Linked DNA regions of Danio rerio: region 2 is linked to region 1. A link is a contact called in public HiCAR-type data. All regions are on one chromosome and are shown on one strand. Each heading gives the region's core, a stretch centred on a gene start, on an enhancer-like site or on the middle of the called end of the contact. The rest is flanking DNA. Distances are from core to core; before and after follow the strand shown. Region 1 holds the start of drgx (dorsal root ganglia homeobox). Region 2 holds the start of lrrc18a (leucine rich repeat containing 18a).

Region 1 (7,544 bases), core at 1,473-3,972:
ATGTATTCATTAAAAGTTACACAATAAACATCATCCTTTACAACAACTCCTTAGTATGTTTCATTAATATGATCTAGGAAATTGAATACATCACTGGATGATGAGCAGGAAGATGAACTACCTTAAAAAAAAAAACATGATTTTTGTGTTGCACATTAATCACAGTGCCTTGGGCTCTCAGGGACCAGGGTTCATTGTAAGTTACTGCGTCAAATTGCTGTGTGTCCTATATTGTTTGTTTGTCAGTGTGAGTTAGAACATAAGCAATAAAAACATTTTCACAAATATATCACATTTTTAGTTATTGCTTTTGTCTGCTTTTCTTGTCAAACTACAGTAAATGAATATTTTAAGGAACTATATTTAAAATGCATTTCAATAACTATATATATATATATATATATATATATATATATATATTATTATTATAAATAAAGATTATTTATAAATTTTCTATGTGCACAAAAATATGTAAGTAAAAAAAGTAATTTAGATTACTGAAATATTCTTTACTAACCAAAAAAATTTTTCTTTTACAAGTTTTGTGAAAATAATATTTGAAAGCTTTATATGTACAGGGTGCCTGTTGGAACTAAAAAAAAAAGTCTTAAAATGTCTTAATGTCTAAATTTTATGCTTTAAAAAGTCTTACATTCACAGACTTTTCACTGAATTGTCTTGTATATCTTAAATCATTTTAAACATTAATTTTCCTTTGTTTATGTAATCAATACAACACACATTCAAACATCGACAATATATCTCAAAAACACTTTCATAAAACTCTATTAATAATTAATATTATGCCAGTTTGTTGTGCACACATTTAGTTTATTGAAGTTTTTTTTAAGAGTTTTTTTATTAGTATGTATAAAACTAGGGTCTGATTGTTTTGAAATTCATTTATTCATTTTCTTGTCGGCTTAGTCCCTTTATTAATCCGGGGTCACCACAGCGGAATGAACCGCCAACTTATTCAGCAAGTTTTTACGCAGTGGATGCCCTTCCAGAATTAAATGTTATTGAAATTTTATTTAAAATATGTGGCTTAGAAATAACTAGAATTTGTTTTTGTTTGTTTTTTTAAACAGAGAAAGTGAATAAAAAAATTATGCTAGGCCATTTAAAACAATCCAGAACGTTTAGCCCTTTAAGTCTTAAATTTCAATCTTGATGGTCTTAAAAAAGGGACTTAAAAAGACGATGAAACTTGTAGAAACCCTGTGCAAGCACTCGATTTCCAACCTCACTTTAAACGTTTTGTTTGTTTGTTGTAAATAAAAAGGATCAAAAAATAAATATATTTTTAATTATTCATTTGTAGCGTATTAATACAAAAGATTTTTTTTTACGTTGGACGTATTCGTGCACGAGCATTTTCCGGTCGCTGGCCGTGGTACTGAAAGTTTCTGAGAAAAACAGCAATTATTCCGTCGCACGTGCGCTTTTAGGACTCGAGCGCTTTATGACATTCATTTGAGCAAGCACATATACTACTGCAACACTCCCTCTCGTCTCTCCCCGCAGAAATCAGCCAATCTAAAGCTTGGATCTGTCTAAATATATCTCCGTTCAGAACAATAATACAAATGTCAGGAAGTTACACAGAGCTCGTCCCCCAGTTTCCGATGCATTTTGACGAGATCATAATACCAACTTTATTTTCAGCGGTGCATAAATTAATTACACGCATTTAATAACTAAAATATCATTATATTCCCCTCTTAATATCATAAACGTTCTACGCCAGGGAAGCACTTAATAGTGCAGGGGGCCATAACAGGCTATTATCCTTGTGTAATGCTATTAGAGAACCAATTATGCACCATTACACTTGCTTTTTTGCAGTTTATGTGATTTCATCCAATACCGTCCCGCACTTCAAAATTTCAGCTGCTACTCGGAGCCTCATTTCCAGCAGCAGAGGAGCGGCGGTGTCTGCGCGCGGCGTCCCGCGTGCGTTTTAAAAGTAATTGAAAGGGTCCCGCTGCATATCATTTACGCGAGAGTGGGAAATAAATCCTCGGACCCCTTGCTGTGAACAAAATCAAAATTTGGACCTGCGAGCGCGCAGCCAGTGGATTCTCGTATAAAGTGGACCCCTAACCCATATAATGAGCAATTACTGGTCTGACAGCCAATTTTAAATTCAAAAACAGTCATCTAGATTTTTAATATAAAAAGCAACTGTGTAAAAGTGCATCGCGCTTGTGCCCGCGTGTTTGTGTTTTGGGAATAGCATGCATGCATCGAGATAAAGTTACACTTTTGGAGTAGCTCGAACGCCTCGGAGGGTTTTGACGTTTACCACCACGTGCGCGATCCGGAGAACCTATCCAAACGACTTGAAAACCCAAATCTGATTAATTGCAATTACGTGGGAGATTATAAAGGCGAGTGTTGTCATGCTGTAAACAGTCACAAAGACATCTGGTCACTCCCTCCTTGCGCGCGCGAGAGCGGATAAACCGGAGCGCTCAGTGATTGACGGTGGGAGTGAAACTGCTCAGCTGAGGTTGAGCAGGAGACGCGAGGAAACCCTACTGCACACGGACCGTCCACTGGTACGGATGCGGGTTTTTTTACTTTATGTGCTAGCAGAAATGTATTAGCATAGTTTTAAGTTGTTTGTAAGACGCAAGTGAGAGTTGGAGAGCTTTACAGCTGACGTTTGGCTGTTTTTCTTTGCAGAGTGAATTATTCTCTCCACTCGCAAAGCACCATGTTTTACTTTCACTGTCCTCCACAGTTAGAAGGAGAGTGCTGCAGGACCAACACATGTAAGTAAGAATCAAAATGTTAACATTTTTTTCTATATAGGCTAGGCCTATTTTAAATCTGATAAAAATGAAGCGCTTTCGGTTATTGCGTATGTCTTTTTTCGCCTGCTGTGATGTTGATTCTATGTTGATGATGTGCATTATTAAAGTTAGGCTACTTAATAATTAGCCTGTGCTTATGTTTTGTTTTGTGGACTTTAATGTTTTGCCACATGGTTATGTGATCGCGCGCTTGACAGCCGCCCAGCTGAGACTTTTTGTTGCAGTCTGTCTGAGAACAGATGTTAGATGTCATGCCTTTCAGCTGGCATTTTGTTGGTCACGGTTTCCCATTGTGTAAAGTGACTCTGTGGTTTCCACAATGAATCAACTGCTCTCTGTGAATTAGTCCAGTATTATTAAGCGAGAGGCAACGAACGGAAATAATGGAAAACGCATATTACGCATAACGCATATTATTGTCCTGTTGAAATGTTCTATTTTAAAAGTGTTGCGTTCCTGTTTAAAACAGTGAACACAAATGGGTTCGGGAATCACGCCTCTGGAGACTTTGATGACGGTTTTCTGCGCAGAAAACAACGAAGAAACAGGACGACTTTCACCTTACAACAGGTACCAAAACAGCGAGGAGCAAAAATGACAGATTGATACAAAATCAAACTGTTATAGCTTGCATTATAATGACTGTTTTATAAACGACCGTTTTGACATTGCTTCGCATTTTTAAATGTACGTAAACAGACACCTTTAGGAAGTAAAGTTTTATTTTTTTGTAAAGCAAAAGGGAAAACCATTTTGTTAAACTCATTTACATTTTAACATTCATGTAACATTTCCAAAGTGTTTCTATGTAGCAAAAAAGTTTCTTGTATTTAAAAAACTATATAGGCTCTTTTCTTCATATTAACCCTTAAGTTGGTTATCATTGTTTTAATTGCATATTACTATTTATAAAAGTATTCAATAAAAGATGTAGGCCATAAAAAATATTCTTAAGAAATGCACCTTAAAGGGTTATGGTAAATTGTTCTAAACTGTTCCCTTTGAGGAATCTTTTATTGCATCACTGCGAAAATTCCTTTATCTTTTAGCTACACCTTTATTTATTAAAGCTTTAATTGACACAGATGGAAACGTAAGATAGCCTATAAAGAAAAGGCCGAAGTGCATGCAGGCCTAGACACTGTCAAATGTTTTCATTTCTTTATGTAGCCTATCTATATAGAATTCCTATAATTATTTTAAATAATTGCGGTCAAGCAGTATGATGAATTTCTACCACTTTGTCATCATCTTACTTGTACTAAAATGTAAGTCAGTTTTGGTAAGTTTTAACTTACCATTCATACTCGGGGAACGAACAATTGTTTCTGAATTTTAAATTGACGCAACGAACACAATTCAATCTTTCCACAGTTGGAGGCTTTGGAGGCGGTTTTTGCACAGACGCACTATCCAGACGTGTTCACGAGGGAAGAGTTGGCTATGAAAATCAACCTGACAGAGGCTCGCGTCCAGGTGAGAGTCTTCCCACAACAGTCCAGATGCACAGAGACATCACGTATAAAGGCGCTCACTGCACGTTTGGCCAAAGAAAATAAATGAAGCCACTCTGTCATTTCCGTGATGCGCTTTAATAACATCAACATAATGTGGAATATTAGATTAGGTTGATTAATCGGTCATTCATAATTAACTAGTGGTAATGTTCTCCACTAATTTGCCCTCGTCTCTAAGGTATAAAAATTGCTTAGATGCACTGCCATTTCCGCGTTTCAGCAAATGGAGCAAGGATGCGAGACAAACGTCCCGAGAAGGCTGCACCTGAAACCTCCGATTTCATATTCTGCGGCCTTGCAAATAACATCAAGTCGGCCACGTGTAATTGCATTCAATGTGTCTGGATGCAATTTCCTGCATTCCAGATTTGCTTTTGGGTTGCCTTCTGAGCTCAGATCTAATTGTCGGAAATATAATAGTTTCCCTTTTGTTCCCCAGGGTCATCTTACTATCGCTTAAAACCAATGACTGCGACGCGATAATGGAATTCGCGGCTGTAAATTAGGGATTGTAAACAAATTATTTCTCTCTAATCGGATTACCCGATTCCTATTATTAAATCTGAACATGAATCGGTCGCAGCATGCAGGGATATTAAACTTACGTTATTATTAGGAAATAAATTTTCTTTTTTTGTTGTTGTAGTATAGTGGGCGCCTCGCCGTTTTTAAAGTGTCAATTGGCTTGTGCTGCATTAAGAACAAACTGCAAATTGAGATTAATGGTGCAATTACGGAGCATTCAGTGCTGGGGGATCATGACTTCTAGCTGGAAGGTGCAAGGGTGAGATAATGTTGCCACAATTACATTGTGAATATTGTTGTCCTGCCAGTAAACTGTTGTGTCATATTATGTGGAGGAGAGAGCAGCAGCTATAGGCGTGTATGTGTGTGGCGTTTTGTTTGCTCGCATCATTGTACCTTTACACAATGCTGGCCAGGCGGTGGAGATATGGCCGCATTATGCAACCTTTCCCATTCAAATATGATTAATGTGTTAGAGAGCACAGACTTAATCGAATCTGATGTTGTCAAACAATCACTAAATAGAGAAATAAACGACTTCATCATGGTTCTCTCTCAGAAGCAGGGAGACTGTCAGTAGGAAGTCATTAAAAAATGATAATGAAAAATTGCTCAATTAAATGTTGTTATAGGCAATGACCTTCATTCAATTAACATACAAGAACTTCGCTGCATATGCTCAGCAGTTGTGTTCGTCAAGTTTGAAATAAGTCACTGGCTTTTAGACTACATGGGCAGCACATTTAAAAAAATAAGAAGAACCTGAAATTAAACAACTTTAGGTTATTGTATGTTTTCTTTTTCTTCATTGGAAAATAAAAAAAATAATCCATAATGTTTTTTTTTCACAGAAGAAATATATTTAAATCAACATTTAAGTTTTAATGAAATTCATAGAACAAATCTTTGTTATTCATTAGTTTTTGTCCTTTGTCTTTAGGTTTGGTTTCAAAACCGAAGAGCAAAGTGGAGGAAAACAGAAAGAGGAACTTCGGAGCAGGACGGAGGCAAAGAACAAATGAATGAAGGCAATCCTCCTGCACGAAACCTCAACCAGTCTCCTGTTGACCACAGCAGAAGCAAGAAAGAACCAATGGAGCTCCAGCAGAAGTGTGTACATCTACTAATCATGCAATTCCTGTTTGTCATTCTAAAGAGGTCTAATGCCAGGTTCTTTCCATCATGTACAGCATTAACAGAGTGGTGGGTTCGGGAGGACCTTTTTTCCCATCCTGTCTGCCTGGGACTCTGCTGAACACAGCCACTTACGCGCAAGCTTTATCACAAGTGGCAACTTTAAAAGGTAAGACCCGCCATACTGAATGCCATCATAAAAACATTTATGGATGTTTCAGATATATTTGATATTTTGCATTTTATGTTTTGTTACATACGACTAAAATGCAACACTGGATTAATATTTAAAATATTTTAAGATAGATAGACAGACAGACAGACAGACAGACAGACAGACAGACAGACAGACAGACAGACAGACAGACAGACAGACAGACAGACAGACAGACAGACAGACAGACGGACAGACAGACAGACAGATAGACATTACATTACCTTATTTATTAACATTACACTTGTTCATATATTATTAAATTTGATCTTTTTGTAAATGTTAATGATTGATAGATTTTTAGACAGTGAACTAATAACTAAAAGATGACAATGGACAATATCACATACCTTTTAATGAATCAAAACTGACAAAAGTACATAAAAGCTGTAAATTATATTATTCTTTGTTAGTTGATTCATGCAATTCATTTAGATTAATAAATGTGATCCTACTATAATCGCATCAAAAGACAGACAGATAGATAGATAGATAGATAGATAGATAGATAGATAGATAGATAGATAGATAGATAGATAGATAGATAGATAGATAGATAGATAGATAGATAGATAGATAGATAGATAGATAGATAGATAGATAGATAATAAGCATTATATATTAGTTCATGTTAATCTCATACAAAAATCAACAGTGTATCTGGGTACTTAATGCATGAACATGAGTTTTAAAACTAACAAGCCAAATAAATGCTGTACAATGTTTTATTATTGTTAGTTCATTAATGCATTATTAAATCATATATTATTATATGATCCTAGTTATTAATTTATTAACATTACACATTCATATTATATTAATAAATGTGATCTTTTTGTAAATGTTAGTCATTGACAGATTTTTAGACTGTAGATGACAATGGGCATTACTTCAACAGGATTTATTAGTAATAGTTTGTAAAACTCTGCATCTACTAATATACTTTAAGATCAAATATTGTGTAAGCCTAGCTAAAAGAATGTGATCTAATATAAACACATACCTTTTCATTAATCAACACAGACAAAAGTAAATAAATGCTGTAAAATATATTACTCGTTGTTAGTTGATTTATGCAATTAATTTTGATTAATAAATAAGATCTTATTATAATCATGTCAACAAGCACAGACAGACAGACAGACAGACAGACAGACAGACAGACAGACAGACAGACAGACAGACAGACAGACAGATAGATAGATAGATAGATAGATAGATAGATAGATAGATAGATAGATAGATAGATAGATAGATAGATAGATAGATACACACATGGACGAAGACATTTTTTATAATGGATAAAGGCCATTTTCTACATGCTATCCCATT
Region 2 (6,813 bases), core at 1,221-3,720, 90 kb after region 1:
TTATTAAATCACGCAGTGCACATAGAAAAACTCATAAAACTTTCACTAAATAAAATATATTATTAATATATCATTTTTATAATTTTTTTTATAACTTAGTGCAGTTCCCTAAATGCTTTAATCCATATAATTTGTCTGATTCAGCTTTTGTTTTTTTAAAAGCTGCTGTTGCAAGCCCTAAAAGTAATATTTAGGCACACGATAATGGCTGTTTATTAATCGTTTCATTAATGCAATTTACTAATTGTAATTATCATTATTATTATTTTTATTATAGTTGTTATTATTATTATTTTTATTATTATTATTATTATTACTAGTAGTAGTAGTAGTAGTAGTAGTAGTAGTAGTAGAAGTAGTAGTAGTAGTACAGTAGTAGTAGTAGTAGTAGTAGTAGTAGTAGTAGTAGTGGTGGAGGTAGCTGAAATAGTAATATCATAGGATGAAATTAAACAAATCAATAAAGAAATTTCCCCATAATACTTCTAAACTGCAAAGTCTTAATATTATTATTATTATTATTATTATTTATTTTATTTTTTATTTTTTTACAAAGTTTGCTTTGAAATGTTGGTGAGATGTTGGTTGAGATGAGGGTGAAATGAAGGTTAGAAACCACAACAAAACTTTTAATTTCAGACTGGTTAACTAAATCAGAATGGTTCCTTCAGAGTTTAGAAAGAAAAGAAAAGAAAACATAAAAAAACACACAAAACACACAATAATTGTATATAAAAACAGAAAAGTAGGGCGGTTCATTCTACGACCCCTGATTATTCAGGGACTAAGCCAGGAAAGTGAGTGAGAACAGAAAAGTACATAAATAGTTATGGTTTACCATCATTATTTTCCACTTCAAGGTATCTCTGAATAAACTTCTCTTTTCTCTTCTCAGTTTGAGCTCCCATTGGTTTAGACAAATCTCTGAATGTAGCAGGACTGGACAGATCCAGAGTCTAACAAGATCAACAAACAAAACAATTTCCAGCATCACAAAAAAAAAAAAAATTCAAGCATCTCAAGTTTGCATGCATGTTCATTTTACCTCTGATTCATAATCAGCGATGACCCAGGGAAAGATAGGATACTGCATCAAGTCATTGTAGGTCCGTCCAGCAAGTGTGTTTAGATGCATGAGGTATTCAAAGTTGCTGATTTCACCCCTCTAAGGAAAATAAATAAATGAACACGGTCAAAAACAGTAGAAATTAAAACAAGATATGTTCAGGTTAATGTAAATCACAGAGGAAAAAAAATATAGGATTCATTTTTACTGTAAAAGCAGCATTTATATACTGTAACAAATAACAGTTAACAGTGGGTAGCACGATCGCCTCACAGCAAGAAGGTCGCTTGTTCAAGCCACGGCTGGGTCAGTTGGCATTTCTGTGTGGAGTTTGCATGTTCTGCCCGTGTTCATGTTGGTTTCCTCCGGGTGCTCCGGTTTCCCCCACAAGTCCAAAGACATGCGGTAGAGGTGAATTGGGTAGGCTACATTGTCTGTAGTGTACAGTATGTGTGTGAATAGGAGTGTGTGGGTGTTTCCCAGCGATGGGCTGCAGCTGGAAGGGCATCCGCTGCGAGGACATATGCTGCATAAGTTGGCGGTACATTCCGCTGTGGCGACCGCAGATTAATAAAGAGACTAAGCCGAAAAGTAAATAAATTAATGAATGAATGATCAAAGTAACTGACGGTTCACATTACCTGCCATTTAATTAAGACGGTCTTCTCAACTGCTGATGTTTTTCTGTAAAAACAGAGCAAGACAAATTTTATGGATTTTTTTTATTGTTAAGCAAAGAAATGTGCTACTGTCTCTAAATAAATTTTAATCAATAACAAATGTGCTGTTAGGCCTACTGCACATTTGGTTGTTTACTTCTTTAAAGATCCTAAATTTACTAGTCATCCAACCCAAGTCTGCTATAGTTGCATAGCAACAGGTTGGGGAACAGAGAAAGCTCATGGTCTTTCAGCAGACAGAAGAGCCAAATAGAAACATACACATTCTTGTGGAAACAAGGGTAAAATTTTCTTCCATCGTCCAACCCAAGCCCTTAAAGGAGTAAATACTGCCATCTATAGGTTTTTGAAAATAACTATTAGCACAAAGTACTACCATAGAAGATTGTTTTGTCCTTCACACACATAAGCAGATCACAAAAAGAGACCCCAAACATGCAAAATCACAAGTGATTTGACATGCATGCAAGTTGATCATGCATTTCTCACTACTCCCACATGTAAAGAAAGAAAGACAGAAAAGAAAATATGAAGTTTGCTCGTGGCTAATAGGTGAAACTATTAATGTCCTGGGCCTCAAATAACATTCTGGAAATGTAATCTGAGTGAGTGTGAAAACACAAATGCTGCAACACTTCTTACTCCCCTTTCTTTTGTGCAGCTCTGGTCACAGGACAATAAAACTCCTGGAGCCCTGTGCTAGCGTTGCTTGGTAACTAAAGTTAAACAGGACAAAGCTTCTTTTTGGTCTACAGTTTGAAGATCCTCCCCTGACTCTCAAGCAATTCTGTTGTGGACCGTATATAAAAACCGTGAGTAAAATAAACGTATTTAAGTCTTCCTTTACAGCGGAGAGAGCATGAAATTAATCCTGAGTAACAATAGTGGGTTGGGGCAAAATTATGTTTTTTTCCACACACTTTTTTGTGTAATCCTATTAACGTTAATCGTTTTAGCTTTTCTGAGACTGCCATAAAGTGTTAAACCACAGAAAAAATATCAAAGGTCACACAAATGTTAAAAGATAATAAAAGTGTTTCATTGCATCTATATGGAGTCAATCTACACACTCAGAAATAAAGGTAAGCGAGCTGTCACTGGGGTGGTACCTTTTCAAAAAGATTAAATTTGTACCCTAAAGGTCTATATTATTATCTCAAGGGTACATATTAGTACCAAAAAAGTACAAAAGTGTTTGTCTTAAAATGTGTAGGTACTAATATATAAGTTTGAGGTACAAATATGGACTCTTTTAGTACAAATGTGTACCTTTTGAAAAGAAATAAAGGTACGTAATCTGTCACTGGGGTGCATGATCGCGTACCTTTATTTCTGATAGTGTAAGGTCATATGTATACTTCTGTATACTGTATACTATACTAATCGCAAAGCAAAAAAAAACTTATTTTTTGAAAAATAAAAATTAATTTTGATAACAAAATAAACAACTGCAAAGGGAAAATTAAGTTTTAGGAAATTAAAAAAAAAACTAAAATATTTGCAAAAAAAAAAAAATATATATATATATATATATAATAGATAATATACATATACAAATATTCACAAAACGTATTTGTAGCATTGCCTTTAAAAAAAAACCATCCAGTCAATTGCAATGCTCATTTTGATTTGCTTTGCTGTCATCCATGATTTGGCAATGCTATTCACACTTTGCACTTCCCATGTCTGTGCGTTTCTTTTTTCGACGAGGGGGCGGAGTCAAGGGAACTTGGACGTTTACGACAAACAGCATCGCGAACTCACAGTTGAATATATTTTATTTTTTTATTTATTTATTTAATTATATATATATATATATATATATATATATATATATATATATATATATATATATATATATATATATATATATATATATATAATTTCATTATTATTTCTCAAAACTTAATTTTCCCTTTGCAGTTCTTTATTTTTATTAGCAAAATAATTTTTTATTTCTCAAAAATAAATTTTTGCTTTGCGATTTTTGAAGATTTGCATTTATTTGTTTATTTATTTTTGCTCAATACTTTATTTTTTGTTTGCAAATCTTTCTTTTATTTTGCAAGTATATATATATATATATATATATATATATATATATATATATATATATATATATATATATATATATATATATATATGACCCTTGATTGACTCCTTACATCTACGAAATAATAGTAAAGTGACTAAAGGTACAAGTAGTGGCACAACTATCAAAGACAATAAATGTTAATCCATCATATTGTTACACACACATACAAAAAAGGCATCTAACTAGTTATTCGCATTTTAAAAGCAACAAAAAAGTTTGATTGTATTCAATATTATGTTTACATATCACATATAACATTTTTAAAATCACTTTTACTAAATTATATTCTGGTTTACACTAGCCTGACTAAACAATTCCTCCAAAAAAATCCATATTCCTCAGTTAGAAAGTAAATTCCATTTACAAACGACTCCTGCTTCGAAATCATGTAGTTGTGACATCTATTATATTCCATATGTCACGAAAAATAGCAAACACCGTTCAATTTTCTCTGCGTTTGGAGGGGTTCAGAATCAGCGAATCACAAACAACATGAAAATGGATCGCGCCGATGGTCAGCTCTCTGTAATTGCACTTCTCGGATGCAACGGATTCAAAAACAAAAGGTCTAATAGAAACAGTACGAACCGTATTAGCCCATCTACCAATGTGATTAATGAGTCGCCAAAGGGCTTACAATGCAGCCACTCCTCCTTTTTAATGGGAAGATATGAAGGGAGCAAGTTTAAATCTCTTTCTAGTGTCATTTATCAAAGCACTGATTTGACTCTCTCCACGCAGTCACACGGATAGCTAGCGCCGCCCTGGATCAATCAGACAGAAAACACAAACAGCTTTTCCCTAGATATGTGTTGGCCGCTGTTATCTGGCTTAGCCTTAATTAGAGAACGAAATTATCCTAAAATATACCTTTAGGGTGAGCTGGGTGAGTGAGTGAGTGAGTTGGGTGTAAATATTAATGGCCAACACCTCCGCGGCCCCTAATCTCGCCTGTGGGCATACATGATTTCCTCTTTCCCAGTGCAAACAGCTAAACTGTCCCATCATTAAGTCGTACATGTTTAAAGCTACAAGGTCCTGAGATAATAATTACATGACTCCAGTTAAGACTTAATCAAATAGATGCTTCAGAAGCGTTTAACCATTAATCTGTGTCTGTGCAGCTCCATGGCTAAAGGGAAGAGAGCGGCAGGAGCCAAAGGTACAAAGATCACATTGAAAATGGCTAAAAATGCCCTCAGAGCAACACCAGAAGGAAAACTACGACTTGATCTGAGCAATGTAGGCATCGCCACATTTCCCAAATGCCTCCTAAAGTTACGAAATGTTGAAGAACTTGACCTAAGCCGCAATAAACTGAAAACAATCCCAGAATTCATTGGCCAGTTCACTGGCTTGCGTTGGTTAGATCTTCACAGCAACCAAATCGAGCGGCTTCCTGAAAATATCGGACTTTTGAGATCATTGGTTCACCTCAACCTCTGCAACAACAATCTGGATTCTGCTGGTTTATCGCCCGAAATAGGAAGTTTAAGAAACCTGCAAGTTCTGAACTTGGGTATGAATCGTCTAAACGCTCTTCCTCCCACTTTGGCTGGGTTGACAAACCTGACAGAACTCGGACTTTTTGATAATTTGTTCACACAGGTGCCTGAATGCACCCGCGTGCTGCCCAACCTGACAAAGCTAAACACCAAACGCAACCCTGTGGTCTACAGGCAGCGGGACGGACAAGATTCAGATTCTATGAAGACGACTGGAAATCTGTATTTGGCGAGAGAGGGAGATTTGTGCCACCCTTGTCTAGAAAGGTGCAGAAAGAAAAAGCTAGATAGCTTGCAAAAGAAGAGTAATTTTTCAGGGCTGATCTCGCCAAACTCTGTAGCACGAGGCAGTCAAGAAATCTGGCGGCAGTGGATTACTACCTCACCTCCTGGTTTTCACAAAGAGCAGGCCAGACCTGCTGGAGATACCAATAAAACAACCTTTACACATAATGACAACACTCTTTAAAAATGTCTCCTCCTGTAAATTTTATGGAATTAACTAAAGGTTTTGCAGGGTTCCATCAGTCATTGATTGATTTCAATCTATCTTTAATGAAAGGAAAAAAAATATGTGTCAAACTAAGCTTTATCGTGCCTCTAAAGATAGAGTGAATGGTTTAAATAGAATAAAATTGTAAAATATACAGCAGGGAAAATAAGTATTTAACATGTCATAGTTTTTCTTAGAAAACATATTTCTAAAGAAGCTGTTGACTTGAAATTTTCACCAGATGTTGATAGCAACCAAAGAAATATATATATATGCAAAGAAAGCAAATCTAATTAGTTTACAAATTATGTTATGCATAATAAAACAAAATGACACAGGGAAAAAGTGAACTATTGAACACATGATGAAAGGGAGGTGTAGTTCTTCAGCAACCCTCTGCTCTTCATCACTGTAAATGAATATTAGTTGCTTCAATCCAACATCTACATTATCAGGACAATGAACATGAAACCAGGGTCTACATTTCAGCAAGACAATGATCCAAAATACAGCCAAGGAAACTCTTAAATGCTTTCAGAGAAAGAAAAATCAAGCTGTACAATAGCCCAACCAATCACCAGACTTCAATCTAATATATAATACAAATTAAAGATCAGATTTGATAGACGAGACCCACAGAACTATCAAAGAGTTTTACACTGTTGAAGTCTGTGGAAAAAAGTCACACCTAAGCAATTAATATGACTTCATTGTCCATATGAGAGGCGTCTTTAAGCTGCCATAATTAAAAAATAATTTCATATAAAGAATTAAATACATTTTGGTAGTTCAGTACTTTCTCCTTGTGTCATTCCATTGTTATTACAAATGTTATTACTCATTTTTCAATTTTTTTTGTTTTGTTTTATTTTTATGTTTGTATTGTTTGGGTTTTTACAAAAATATGGTTCAATTCTATGTAATAAGCTCCTTTAGAAATATAGTTCACAGGAAAAAAAACTAACGTGTTCAAT

The links. HiCAR-type assays count read pairs that join an accessible place to other places.
Region 2: a contact with region 1 is called in a HiCAR-type map of caudal fin, with 3 times the contacts expected there. The contact joins the promoter of lrrc18a here to the promoter of drgx in region 1. A contact is called at or near these places in 3 of 18 Hi-C or Micro-C datasets (caudal fin, embryo and fibroblasts) and 1 of 4 datasets of contacts at active chromatin or transcription factors (caudal fin).

The regions. Positions count from the first base shown.
Region 1 is chr13:34,309,701-34,317,244 of GRCz12tu, forward strand. drgx (dorsal root ganglia homeobox) reads left to right here and starts at 2,723. Exons shown (of 6, transcript NM_001037105.1): 1 at 2,723-2,780; 2 at 3,292-3,392; 3 at 4,197-4,298; 4 at 5,805-5,974; 5 at 6,055-6,167. The coding sequence starts at 2,723. It overlaps ercc6 (excision repair cross-complementation group 6), which reads left to right. Exons shown (of 20, transcript XM_683880.10): 20 at 1-46.
Region 2 is chr13:34,400,433-34,407,245 of GRCz12tu, forward strand. It overlaps lrrc18a (leucine rich repeat containing 18a), which reads left to right and starts at 2,471. Exons shown (of 2, transcript XM_005156961.6): 1 at 2,471-2,558; 2 at 4,966-6,813. The coding sequence starts at 4,970. The coding sequence ends at 5,815. wdfy4 (WDFY family member 4) reads right to left here. Exons shown (of 63, transcript XR_012388779.1): 48 at 5,728-5,762; 49 at 1,708-1,750; 50 at 1,046-1,165; 51 at 839-956.